Linked DNA regions of Gossypium hirsutum: regions 1 and 3 are each linked to region 2. The links are chromatin contacts, called in public Hi-C maps. All regions are on one chromosome and are shown on one strand. The core of a region is the stretch at or near the end of the contact, and the rest is flanking DNA. Distances in the headings are between cores, read along the strand shown. Region 1 has its middle 44 kb from the start of LOC107959983. Region 2 holds the start of LOC107959984 (E3 ubiquitin-protein ligase RHA2A). Region 3 holds the start of LOC107959985 (fructose-bisphosphate aldolase 3, chloroplastic).

The links. Hi-C and Micro-C count contacts between places; a contact is called where the count stands out from the background.
Region 1: a contact with region 2 is called in a Hi-C map of leaf, with 1.8 times the contacts expected there. The contact joins the enhancer-like site here to the promoter of LOC107959984 in region 2. A contact is called at or near these places in 2 of 34 Hi-C or Micro-C datasets (both in leaf).
Region 3: a contact with region 2 is called in a Hi-C map of leaf, with 2.3 times the contacts expected there. The contact joins the promoter of LOC107959985 here to the promoter of LOC107959984 in region 2. A contact is called at or near these places in 3 of 34 Hi-C or Micro-C datasets (callus and leaf).

Annotation. Positions count from the first base shown.
Region 1 is chrA05:76,031,173-76,035,233 of Gossypium_hirsutum_v2.1, reverse strand. No RefSeq gene overlaps it. Among protein-coding and RNA genes, the nearest start is that of LOC107959983, 44 kb to the right of the region's middle. Within about 2 kb of position 2,528, at least 9 of the 9 cell types and tissues checked have an H3K27ac peak or open chromatin away from gene starts, as enhancers often do. A contact at or near this core is called in leaf, where this site is marked.
Region 2 is chrA05:76,236,543-76,240,761 of Gossypium_hirsutum_v2.1, reverse strand. It overlaps LOC107959984 (E3 ubiquitin-protein ligase RHA2A), which reads left to right and starts at 2,011. Exons shown (of 1, transcript XM_016896178.2): 1 at 2,011-3,208. The coding sequence starts at 2,349. The coding sequence ends at 2,840.
Region 3 is chrA05:76,376,423-76,380,313 of Gossypium_hirsutum_v2.1, reverse strand. It overlaps LOC107959985 (fructose-bisphosphate aldolase 3, chloroplastic), which reads right to left and starts at 1,382. Exons shown (of 6, transcript XM_016896179.2): 1 at 1,044-1,382; 2 at 189-458; 3 at 1-99. The coding sequence starts at 1,208.

The DNA of each region.
Region 1 (4,061 bases), core at 1,279-3,778, 210 kb after region 2:
AATTAACCAAAAAAATATTATATTGATGGAGGATAACTAATAGACGGCACCAAAATAACCCGTATAACCGAACACAACACACAACCCAAGAATTGGTAGTGTTTACCTGACAAGCGGCACCAAAAGAAGTAGTCTCACAAACCCTATACTTATGCTTTGTATTTTTTCTGTTCTTTTTTTTTTGAAAATAAAAAATATTACTTTTTGTGATTAAAATAGTGTTAATGTTTTCCCTTTTTCTTTCTTCATTGATTTTATTTTGATTTTCTACCTAGGAAGCGGCACCAAAGTCTCGGTCATCAACTGAATCTGTTCTATATTTTCATTTTGATTTTCTATTTCCAATATAAAAAATTATTAAACTTGCAAATGTTAAAAAGAAATTTGATAACTTGCAATAATTCAAAAATCTACCTCTAAAAAAAAGTTAACAAAACCCAGTAAATTGAACCTACCTCCTGAACTAAAAGTATAAGGTCAGCAATATAATACCTATAAAATCAATGATGAAGAAAAAGAGAAAACATTAACACTATTTTAATCACAAACAACAATATTTTCTATTTTCACAAAAAGATCAGCACTTTTAGTGTCCCTGTCAGGTAGACACCACAAATTTTTGGGTTATGTTGAGTTATATGGATTATTTTGGTACTGCCTATTAGTTATCCTCCATCAATATAATTTTTTTATTAATTAATTTTTGTCAAAAAAAATTAATGATGCCGCCTCTGCACCACCCTTCATCCTACCCAAACAACTCATTCTCATAATTAATTAGGGTGGGATACCATTTCGAATTATTTTATTTTATTTTATAATATTTAAGTAAAAAAATCATATTTTGAATTTATTATTTTTGCTTAATTTAATTTATTGTTATTTTTACTATTATTTTAATTACAATTATTTTAAACTTTAAACTATTGAGAAATATTTAGTAAACTTGTTTTATTTTTTAAAATTTGTTTATATTGTAAGTTTTTTTAAAAAAGATTACTATGAAACGGCATGGGTTGAGCCCAGATTTAGTGTATATAATCTAAATAAAATTTAGACAAAAATTTAAACTTATTGTTGAAACCAAGCTAACACAAACTCTATTTATAAGACCATGTCAGAATAATATAACATGTAAGAGGCCTCTTTAGTGGTGAGCATTGGTCGAGTCACCCGGTCCGTTTTGAAAGTCCACTCGAAATATGAGAGAATTTTAACAAAAATATAAAATCAAAAAATAAACTTAGACAAAAAAATAAAATTTATTTAAAAACAAAAAAATAAAATTTATTTAAAAAACGAGTTAAGCCTCGAGTAAAGTATTTTTTTTCGAGCCCAACCATAATTCACTAAAAAATATATATATTTTTTAATATTAATTTCTTTTTATTTTCTCTTTATTTTACTACCATTTTACTATTATATTAATATTATTTTATTGTTATTGTTTGAATATTAAATAAAACTTATTTTATTATTAATTTTATTATTATTTAAAGATATTTATTAATTTTATTATTATTTTAAAAATATTTACCTATTAATTTACATATATCTTATTATTATTTATATATACATAATTTTTTTAAAAAAATTTCAATTTATTGACAAATATTTATTTTGATATTTTTAATATTTTTAATTTATTATATATTTTTTAATATTATATAAAAAAATAATATAAACGGCCAAATTGAGCTTAAATTTTAATATTTTTATTCTGATCGGGCTTAAATAAAATTTTAAACTCATTTTCCGGATGAAGCCGAACCCCGGCCTAGTAAATGGGCCTCAATTTTTAGTCGGACTCGGCCCAAATTCCGGCCAATGGGCTCACCTCTAGGCCTCTTCCACGGCACAAATGGACACTTCGTGATTCGTTTTCCTCCAGGAGATTTCTACAGAATTCATCTCCAGCCCAGGGCTCCTGGCTTTTAAATTTGTCAACAAACATATGAAATATTACAAGCTCCTATAAATCATGAAAGCTGCAGCTCTTAGTTGCTGTTCTCTGAAAATCACAACCAGATCTAATACCCAATATTCACTAGGAAACTCCTTGGAAAATTATGAAATTTAAACAAAATAATTATAAGAACTAAAGAAGAAAATTATACGAAAAGGAAACCAAACCTTAAAAGAAGCAAACAAAAGGGAATGGACCCAAGGCAGGGAAGGGGAGCAACGGTTGGAAATCAAGGGTATGGGAGGGGTTGGTAAGAATTGCCCCTTTGGATTGAACAAAGGTCATAATTCTTGCCCAACTCTCCCACACCTCCAACCCCCAACACCACTCTCTCCCTTTCTCTTACTGCTTGAAAATTTCATAGATGAGAGAAACACGAGATAGATGGAGGAAGCTGAAATGGGCAAACGAAGAGAAGGAATCACAAAAAGGAGTGTTCCGATCTACATCTCAAAGATCAACACTCTACCCCTCTCTCTCTCACGTATCGATGACTTGCTCCGTGGGGAAGGCGGATTTATAAAGGGCACGAGAAGAGTGTAGATAAGATGGTAGGTAAAGGTCATGGAAACCGCGTGATGTTGAAGCTACGCGGAAAAGGGCCCAAACCCAAAAGTCAGATGGTCCAGAGCTACTGGTTTTCATGTTCGGTCGGGTCAGTCGCTAGGAAAAATTTGAATGATTTTGGGGGTAATTGATACTTTTCTCAAACTATTATTATATTTTTAATTAAAGTTATTCAGTTCTTTAGATTGTTTTTATTATTCATTTATCTTTTATTATTTTTATAAATAAATAATATTTTATTTTATAATTAAAATATTTTAAAATTTTAAAAATTTATTTTCCTTTTATCCTTTATATAAATAATATAAATAATAACAACTTATATAATAATTTAAATCATAAATTATAATTTATAACATATCCTATTATGTGGGTGAAAAAGAAAAAAATAATGTAAAAATATATTTAAGCAACGATCATTTTAAAAAAATTAATTAATAAGATAATTAAAAAGTGTAATCATATTTAACCCTATTAAGTTTATTTTTTATTGGTTTTACTTAATTAAGTTGGTATTTAATTAATTTGTGATATGAGACTAAAGTAAGAGTTTTAAGTTAGCATAGATATTCATTTATGCATTAGTATTTGATTTATTAGGAGTGAAAAATTTTAATTCCAGCAATCAAAATTTAAATATTACCACTTGTCTCATTCTTTTAAAATATATTTTTTAAAATTTTGTTTACTACACTAAAAAAAAATATGGGTAGTTTATTTATGTTTACTCATGAATTTTTTAAACTCCAATTTATTTACCCTACTTAATAAAAAAGATTTTTATTTTCATTTCATTTGCTTTTGTTTTTATAATTAAACTTGTGTAAATAAAATTTATAGTAACTAATATAAAGTAGTACAGTATAGATAAATAAAAAGAAAAAGTAAGAAATATAAGAAGGGAAACAAAAATTATATATTTGAAGTATTTTATGAGCCAATAAAATTTATTTATTTTTATTTTAGTTTAAAGGAGAAAAAAAATTTAAAAAAAAGGGAAAATGCAAAAAATTATTATTAAATATAAATTATAAATTAATTCAGTATATTTATTTTTTGTATTATATATATAATACTAGTTGTATGTTTTAGAATTTTGACTACTTCTCTTGTCTCACTTCATGTTTGAACGACAGATAAAATAATAATTTTGGTGTAATCAAAGTTTTTGAGCTAACATGTTTGACTTTTTAATGATATGGTTTATGATTTAATCATGTTGAGTAGCAAATGGGGAAGAAATTTCGTGCTACAATATAGATTAATCATCCTTCATCTATTCAACTAACTTGAAGGGGAGAAGTTTAAAGTGTTGAAGTTACTTATTGTTATCCTTATTATTATCCTTAGAGAGAGTTTGAAAGCCACTAGAAAACATGTTTATAAAGGTTTTTTTTTTTTGTGATAAATACTCAATATAATTAATGTGATAATTTTAATTTTTAAATAAGAGTTTAAAGTTTATCAAAATATGATCACTTAAAGAGGCCTATATATACCAATAAGTGGTTGGGTGTACATTGCACTT
Region 2 (4,219 bases), core at 762-3,261:
CATCAATCGGGTTTCAACTCAATTATGAAATTACCAAAAACCCTTATTTTTATAAAGCAACAAATATGTTTTGAAGATATATTTTTTTAACTTTTTATATAAATTCTAAAAAGAAAAAATTACATGTACAAAATGAGATTTGAACTCAATACATCGGAATTTTAATTATCTCAACTTTATCAATTCAACTAAAGCCACATTACATACAAAAAAATCAAAATCACATCTAATTTTTACATAAAATTTTCACTAACCTAATAAAATATCAATTAAAATAATGAAATAAAATTAACTAATTATTGATATAATAATAAATAATTTAGGTTAATTGATTTTTATTTACATCAAATCTGGATTGTCTATCCAATTGTCCATCCACTCCAATTTTATAATCACGAAAGTTCTTTTGATGAATAAACAAAGGGTTGAAGGCCACATTTCCGTCCAAGCTTTATCAATAGCCGACATTCATATTAAAAATACATCAAAAGTATAATAATAGTAAGGAACTTAATTGAGAATGAGGTCTTAAAGTGTGAACACACATGAATATTAATTAATGTTGATGAATTGGGTTTTAGAACTATTTATGACATCTGATTATATATATTCAATTAGTTGGACAAAAGGTAACCATGTTTATGGTAAATGGTGCATTGCATGTGCTTCAGATCTCCCACTTATTTGGGTCACACTCCCACCAACATACATTTCTATGTCCATATTTGAGGACTACAATTATATATATATACACACGCTAATTAATCACTTGAAAATGTGTTCTTCTTATTTATATCACATATCCAATCTGAAATGCATAAGTTGCAATCAAAACAAAACTTAGCACTTCAAACAAAATTCATTTATGAACTATTTTACCTTATAAGTTACTTTATTTTAGAAATTGATGTAAATTAAATCTCATGTGATGATCTGATGGTCAACGGTATTCACTATCCTAAATATAGTCTAAGTTCGAGTCGTGCTAGTTACGTTAGTTGTTTGAATTTTACCTTATTATTATAATTCAAAAAAAAATATTCGAATTTTACTCTATTATTGTAATTAAAAAAAGAAGAAAATAAAAGTTAATTTTTTAATAACACCAATTTGATAATCTCAATATAACATATGGAGCTTACCACTACTTTGACCTATAATATTGTGTCATATAACATATTTTCATATCCAAATTAAATTTTAATTTTAATTTTACAAAATTATAATCATTTCAATTTTTCTGTTTTATTAAATTGAAATAAACGGAATTTAAGCAACCTAATAATTGCAGAGACAATTAAACTTAGATCATGGGTCGAGTAGGGTCAATGTCAAATTTTAGGTCTATTTTTTAAGTTTGGACTCGACTTGATTCAAAAAATGGGTCTAAAATTTTATCCAAACTTGGTCCAGATAAAAAATACTAAACTTGAGCCCAATTTGGCCTTACCGTATTAAAAGTTTTATATTGTTTTTATATAAAAATAAATTTAAAAAATATAATACATCAAATACACTAAAAATATTAAAATAAATATTTCCCAACAAATTTAAAATATATTAAAAAAGTATTGATACTTAATAACACTAATAGTTTCAACTTAACAAACAAATACCTCTAAAATTGTAACAAAATTAACAATAAAACAAGAGTTATATAATATCTAAATAATAACAACAAAATAGTAACAATATAATAGTAAAATGGTAACAAAAAAAAACTTTTAGGCAATTCGGGTTGAGTTTGGGCCAAAAAATCTTACTCGACATCTGACTTATTTTTGAGCCTATATTTTTACTCAAATCTTTTCACTTTTCAGACGGACCTTCAAGTTGAATGGGTGTCCCGACCCACGTTAATTCTAGAAACAATATAACTGCTAATCATAAAAAATATAAAAATAATAGAAGTTGGAGATAAAAAGTTAAAATTTATGTAACATAAATGGTTGGTTGAAAAATTAAAAGTTTGAGGTTATTGATATCTTAAGTTACATAAAGAATAAGAATAGGAATACAGAAATACACAACTTGTGATGTATACAACAAAGTTAGTATTAAAACATGGAAAAAGGAAATAAACAATTTCAACAAGCGGACCCCACCACACATGGCCTTAATCTCCCGTTCTTTAGCCTCTCCTCCCCTCTCCTCTTCTTTTCCCTACATCATCTCTTTCTTCTTTTCTTCTTTCTTATCGTTGTATGCTTCTATTTCCCTTATATAAAATCTAATCTCTTCCATTCCACCTTTCAACTTATAAATATATATACACGCACACATATTACATATTACTACTCTTTTTCTACAAATTCACTTCCACATTTTCTGAAACTTAAAAAAGAAAGATGGGATTACAAAGCCAGCTGAACGACGTGTCCTCAGATTCGATCCCGCTTCTTCTCGTAGCAATAATCGCTAACTGCGTCGGTTATCTCCGAAGACTCCTCTTTGCTTCCCTCCATTTGATTGGCCTTCTCCCTTGCCCAGACCAGCCCACTACCATCGACGATGTTGGAGTCCTTGGCTCCGGTCTCGCCAGTCTCATCGTACTCGCCGAGCAGCTCAACTTAAACAAGGCTTTCTCCTACAAATACTGTGGCGGCGGGGTAGGAAAGGGCTCTGATTGTGTTGTGTGCTTGTGCAGCCTAAGAGATGGGGAGCAGGTGAGGAAACTCGATTGCTGCCATGTATTTCATAAGGATTGCTTTGATGGTTGGCTTGATCAACTAAAATTTAACTGCCCGGTTTGTCGATCCCCTCTCAAAATCGATCAGCGCGTGGGTTTCACGCGGAGACGCGTCGGTCAAGATTTGCTTGCCTGGTTTTCTTTGGGTTAATTAGATTCCGACCAAGATTTTAGAATTTTAGTGTTTTTGCCCCCCTTTTCTCAGGTTCCGGCTGGATTGGGTATTATTTTGTTTTCAACTATTTGTTTTGAGGGGGTTGTCATTCAACTTTCTTTCTTACCACTATTTTTTCTTTTGCTTTTTAGAACCCTTTTTCTCCGTTGTAGGGTTTTTTTTTTCTTTAGAAATTTTTTTTGAAGAATTTTCTTTTTCACTGCTGTAAATAGTCTTTTTTTTATTTACTTTATGTATTTTTTTTAGTCCAATAAGAAAATAGTTATCTTTGTGTACAAATTGTCAAGACCAGATTGCTATTTATTTACATGAAGTAGTGAGGGTGAAGATGCTTTATGATTTTACTTTTATGGTAATCTTATTAGTTTATTATTAAGGTAAATAAAAAAAAGCATATTTTATGTGATATTGTTTGAAAAAAGAAAAATAAGAACCCAAGTTGTTTTAGATTTCAATATAATATTAAGAAAATAGGGGGGGAAGAAGATTTAGAATTTATGGTAGTATTGGCAACTACAAAACGGGTTGAGATATTTTATATTTGATGTAATAATTGAGTACCATGTACAGTAGTTTCCTATCATCTTCTCCAAGTAGTACAATTGTGGGATCTTTATGGAGTTACTTCCTGTAAAGTGTCTCTTATTCAATTGTCTTGTTGGTCTTCACGCGTGTGTAAAATTGATTTAACGGATATATTCTATTTTGATTAAAGTGGTTCTTTTGGTTAATTGGAATTGAATAGATTGATTTCATTATACAAACCCAACTAGCTAGCCCTAACCAAATTTATATTAAGCTCAAAACAAATTAAAAAACTGGATTAACCGATTTATCCTATCTATGTTAAGTTGGATAAACGACATCTCGTGTTTGGGATAAAAATCATGAATACCATGAGATCATTATGACACCATAAATTACATATAACCTTATTACTAACAGAAAAGCTTAGATAATGCAAGTGATTTATAATCATTATACCAATAATTAGTTTACTTAGATTCATCTAACCGGTTTTTTTATCTATATAATATAAAATTAAAAAATTATATATTGAAATTACATGTTTTAAAAATTATGTACTAAAATGATATATTCAAAGGGGTGGAGGGTGGTGCATAGGCAGCACCACCTTAGTATTCTGACAGAATTTGCATGAAAACAATAAAAATAAAAATAAAAAAATGGTGGAGGTAACTTAATACGCAATGATGAATAGAAAATACAGGTCGTATATGATACAAACCGGACCCAAAACCCGATCCGCTGTCATAGATACGACATCGCACTAGGTCATGCCTAGTGAAGAGGCGGCACCCATTGGTCACACCTCTGATAGAGGTGGCACTGGT
Region 3 (3,891 bases), core at 133-2,632, 140 kb before region 2:
TCGAGCACCTTGTTTGTAGTACTCGGCAGATCTTGATGACAATCCATCCAAGCCTTGGCACCAAGATTCATTGTTTGATCCAGGTAGAGGAACCAAACCCTAAAACACGTGAATATAAAAGATTGAGTTAATGAGTACCATCAAAAGAAATTCACACGCATATAAATGTAGAAATTCAGTAGTGTCACCTTATCTACTTTGATGCCAGGTACGATTTTCTGGTCGTGCAAGACATCAACAAACTTCTTCCCATCTGTAGTTGACTGGTAAAGTGTTTCCTCGAAAAGAATGGCACCGGAAATATATTCTCCGAGGCCAGGAGTTGTGAGCAGAAGCTGTCTGTAAGCCTGGCGGTTGGGTTCAGTATTGTCTAAGCCAATAGAAGATAATCTCTTCCCACATGTTGCATTCGATTCATCAATTGCCAGTATTCCACGACCAGGTGAAGCAATAGTTTTCTACACCATAGAAAGAAACAAATAAAAAACAATTTATCACAGTTTCCTTTCATCAGGCAACTTCGCCAACCCAAAAATTCTCTCATATAATTCTCCATTCATCGATTCAAATTATGATTGCAAATCGGTCACAGTTTCAAACGTAATAAATATTGTTGCGATTAATTGCAGTAAATAACGAAAGTAATATTGTGCTGCAGCCGGCTATTTAAAATTTTAAATCTCCATGTCTCCATCAAGCATCAATGAAAAAGAACAGCTATAATGTCCCTAGTTAAAGGAGTCATAAATCAAACTTCGTATTTAGAAAGGAATTCCATCAATATCTTAAAGCTTCCTGTAGTCATGGAAAGACACAGAAAACCAGAATTTTTATATATGAAAACAAATACTAATATATAAAATAACGAAATCATATTTTTATAATTATTTCATTGCAGATGCAACTGATTTACAAGTAAAACTGAATCACTAATTGGATTTCATGACTAATGATAGATCTTTAGCCAACAAAAAAAAATTCTAATAAAAAATCATATGAAATAATCTAGTCAAAACATAAAAGAGAACAAAGAAAACACTAACGGCGGTTTTGATGAGTTCGTCGGTGTAAGCGCCAGCACGGATCGGGAGTGAGACTCTGCGAGTGGCGAGCCGAGCGGATGATCCGGAGCGTTGAGGGAGAGACTGCTGGCCACCGATCCAAGAGGATGACGGCGCGTTGAGTTTAGCGAAGCTAACACAAGCCATGGCGGGGCAATGAAGAAGACAAATCGGGAAAGAGGACGGGAGGGGAGTTCGATTATTACAAAGAAAAGGGCAGGTGGGTTAGGTGGGGAGAGGCTTAGGGTCACGTTTAGGTTGTTTTTATATATACTGTTTTTGCCTAGGAAAATCCGAAGTGGGGAGTTGAATGTTTACGATGAGACAGAAACACGCGGCGTTACCAAACAGTTCTTTATAATCCCACATTTACTACATTGCCCACTTTGATTTTACCCTTTCAGTCTTTGTCCTTTATCTTTCATTTTGGACCTTTTACCCTCAAATTTAACATTTCACTTTAATATTTTGCAAAATACTTCTACAGCTTTTATTATCTTGTATAAACTGTAAAAATAGTTACTTACATTAGATTAAGTTTATGTTTTGGTTATTTAATTTTAATTTATTATAATTTAACTATTAATGTTATTATTTTGTAACATTTTAATCACTATATCGTTATCAATCATTAAAGGTTAACGAAAATCACACTTGGTACATTTTTATTGTTAAATGTTGACGGGTTATCCACATCAATGCCACATAATTAAATACATCTTACATCTTTTTTTAACCTTTTGATTACTTTATTCCCTTTTCCAACTTGGACTTTTTTTTTCTACTTTATCCAAAATGAAACCTAGAGATCCAATCTTAACTCCATCTTAACCACCATTCGAGACTATACTCTTAATCTTGATAAATATACTCCATAACCTAACCTAAACCGAGAACCAATAACCATACGCATTCCTACGATCAACTAAATCAAACCCACCAACAAACATCATCGCCTTCATTGTTGACCAACATCATTTGAGGCATCTCATACCATCTCTTTACCTATTAAAACCCTAAATTAAGAGGATTAACTCTCATCTAGTTAACCATAACAGAAGAAGAAATTGAAAAATGGAATTCGCCAAGCAAGTTCGATTCTTTGCTTTAATTTTTTCTCTTATTTATAATTCATTTTTAAATACCTATTTATAATTTCTTGATCCTATGAAAAAATCCCACACAAAATCCCGATTTCAACCAATAATCTTAGGTATTATATTTCAAGTTTACACATAAATAGTTACTCGTACAACAATATAAGCTTTCAAGAATAATTAAATAATTCAACCCCTATTATGTGTAACAAATCAATTTTTAGTGGTGTCAGAAACAACGATTTTGAAACCTCATTCTCGCAAATCGAGTTCGTAAATATTAATATTTAATATTTACGGGGCTAGTATGGAAATATATTAAAGTTTGGTTTAGTACATTTGTTGAATTGATAGTTAATTAAGGTAGAAGGACTAAATTGTAAAAGTTTATCGCTATAAATTTTTAAATAGCCAAAGCACTAGATATGTAATTAGACCATTTCTAAATGGCCAAACGGTGGTGGATGATGTTAGAGTCCACTCACTTGGGTTAATTATGCTTAAGGCTTAAATTGATTAAGGTTAAGTAAATAAACTAGGTTAATTAATTTTAATCAAAGTAAGAAAGACAACTTAGTGATTGTCATCTTTATTTTTCTTCTTCCTCTCGAATGTACACCAAAGAAAACCTAGAGAAAGTCATTTACAAACCTCTAGCATTTGACCCTTATTTAGGTATGATTTTTAAGTCACTTTCTTGCAATTTTTATGTTTTTGAGGTTATAAGAGTTGATTTAGCTAGCCTATGTACTAATTTGTAAAAACTTTAAAGTTTATGAAAGTTTCCATTGATTATTTCTTAAATAAACTGATGTTAAATTGATAGATTTTAAGCTTAGGTGTGAAAAAAGGACTATATTGTAAAGTTTATTTACTAGTTTGTCAAAAAGAACTAATAAATTGAATTTTTTATGTGAAATTTTTGTAATTATAGATATTAAAGGGCCCTAAAAGGATGTAATTGAAATAGGGTTCGAAACCAAAGTTCAAAATTGAAAACTGTGGCAATTTTGGTATTATGGACTAAATTGACTAAAATGCAAAAAATTAGAGACATTCGAAAAATGAAATTTAACTAGTTCATGAATATTAGGAGATGACTAGTTCATGAATATTAGGAGATGTTATAAAATGATTGATATCGATAAATTGAATAGAATAATTGTATAGATTGATAAATGAACCAAATCGAAGATAATCGGGGAAAAGCAAAAATTGTTGATTAATCCTTAAAAACTCCTTTATTTGTTGTTTTACCTGGTAAGTTCATACGGAACTTACTATTTTATTTGATGCTAGGTTGAATTATGTTTATTTTGCTTATCAGTTTATATAAATGTTAAATTGGTGATTTTGGCATCATATGGACTGAATTGTAAAAGTATGAAATTGTGGTTATTATGAATTGGTACGAAGTACCTATATGAATATTGAATGTTTACAGGATTTGTATAAAATATGTACACTGATTCAAGGATTGAAATGATATGATTACGATAGCGATGCTCGTGTGAACTTAGTAAAAGATTAGGATACACATGGCCTACTATTAGGGTCAAATAGGAATTGATCAGGGATTTACATGATTATATGAGATCCAACATTTGTTGCGGATTCTCGGTTTATATGTATCTTTGGTTTAGGCTAGACTTGAAACCTTAATATGATGTTAGCTTATGTGAGAAAATTCATAAATGTCAGCTTGTGTGAGCAACCTTGATCATTGTCGGCTT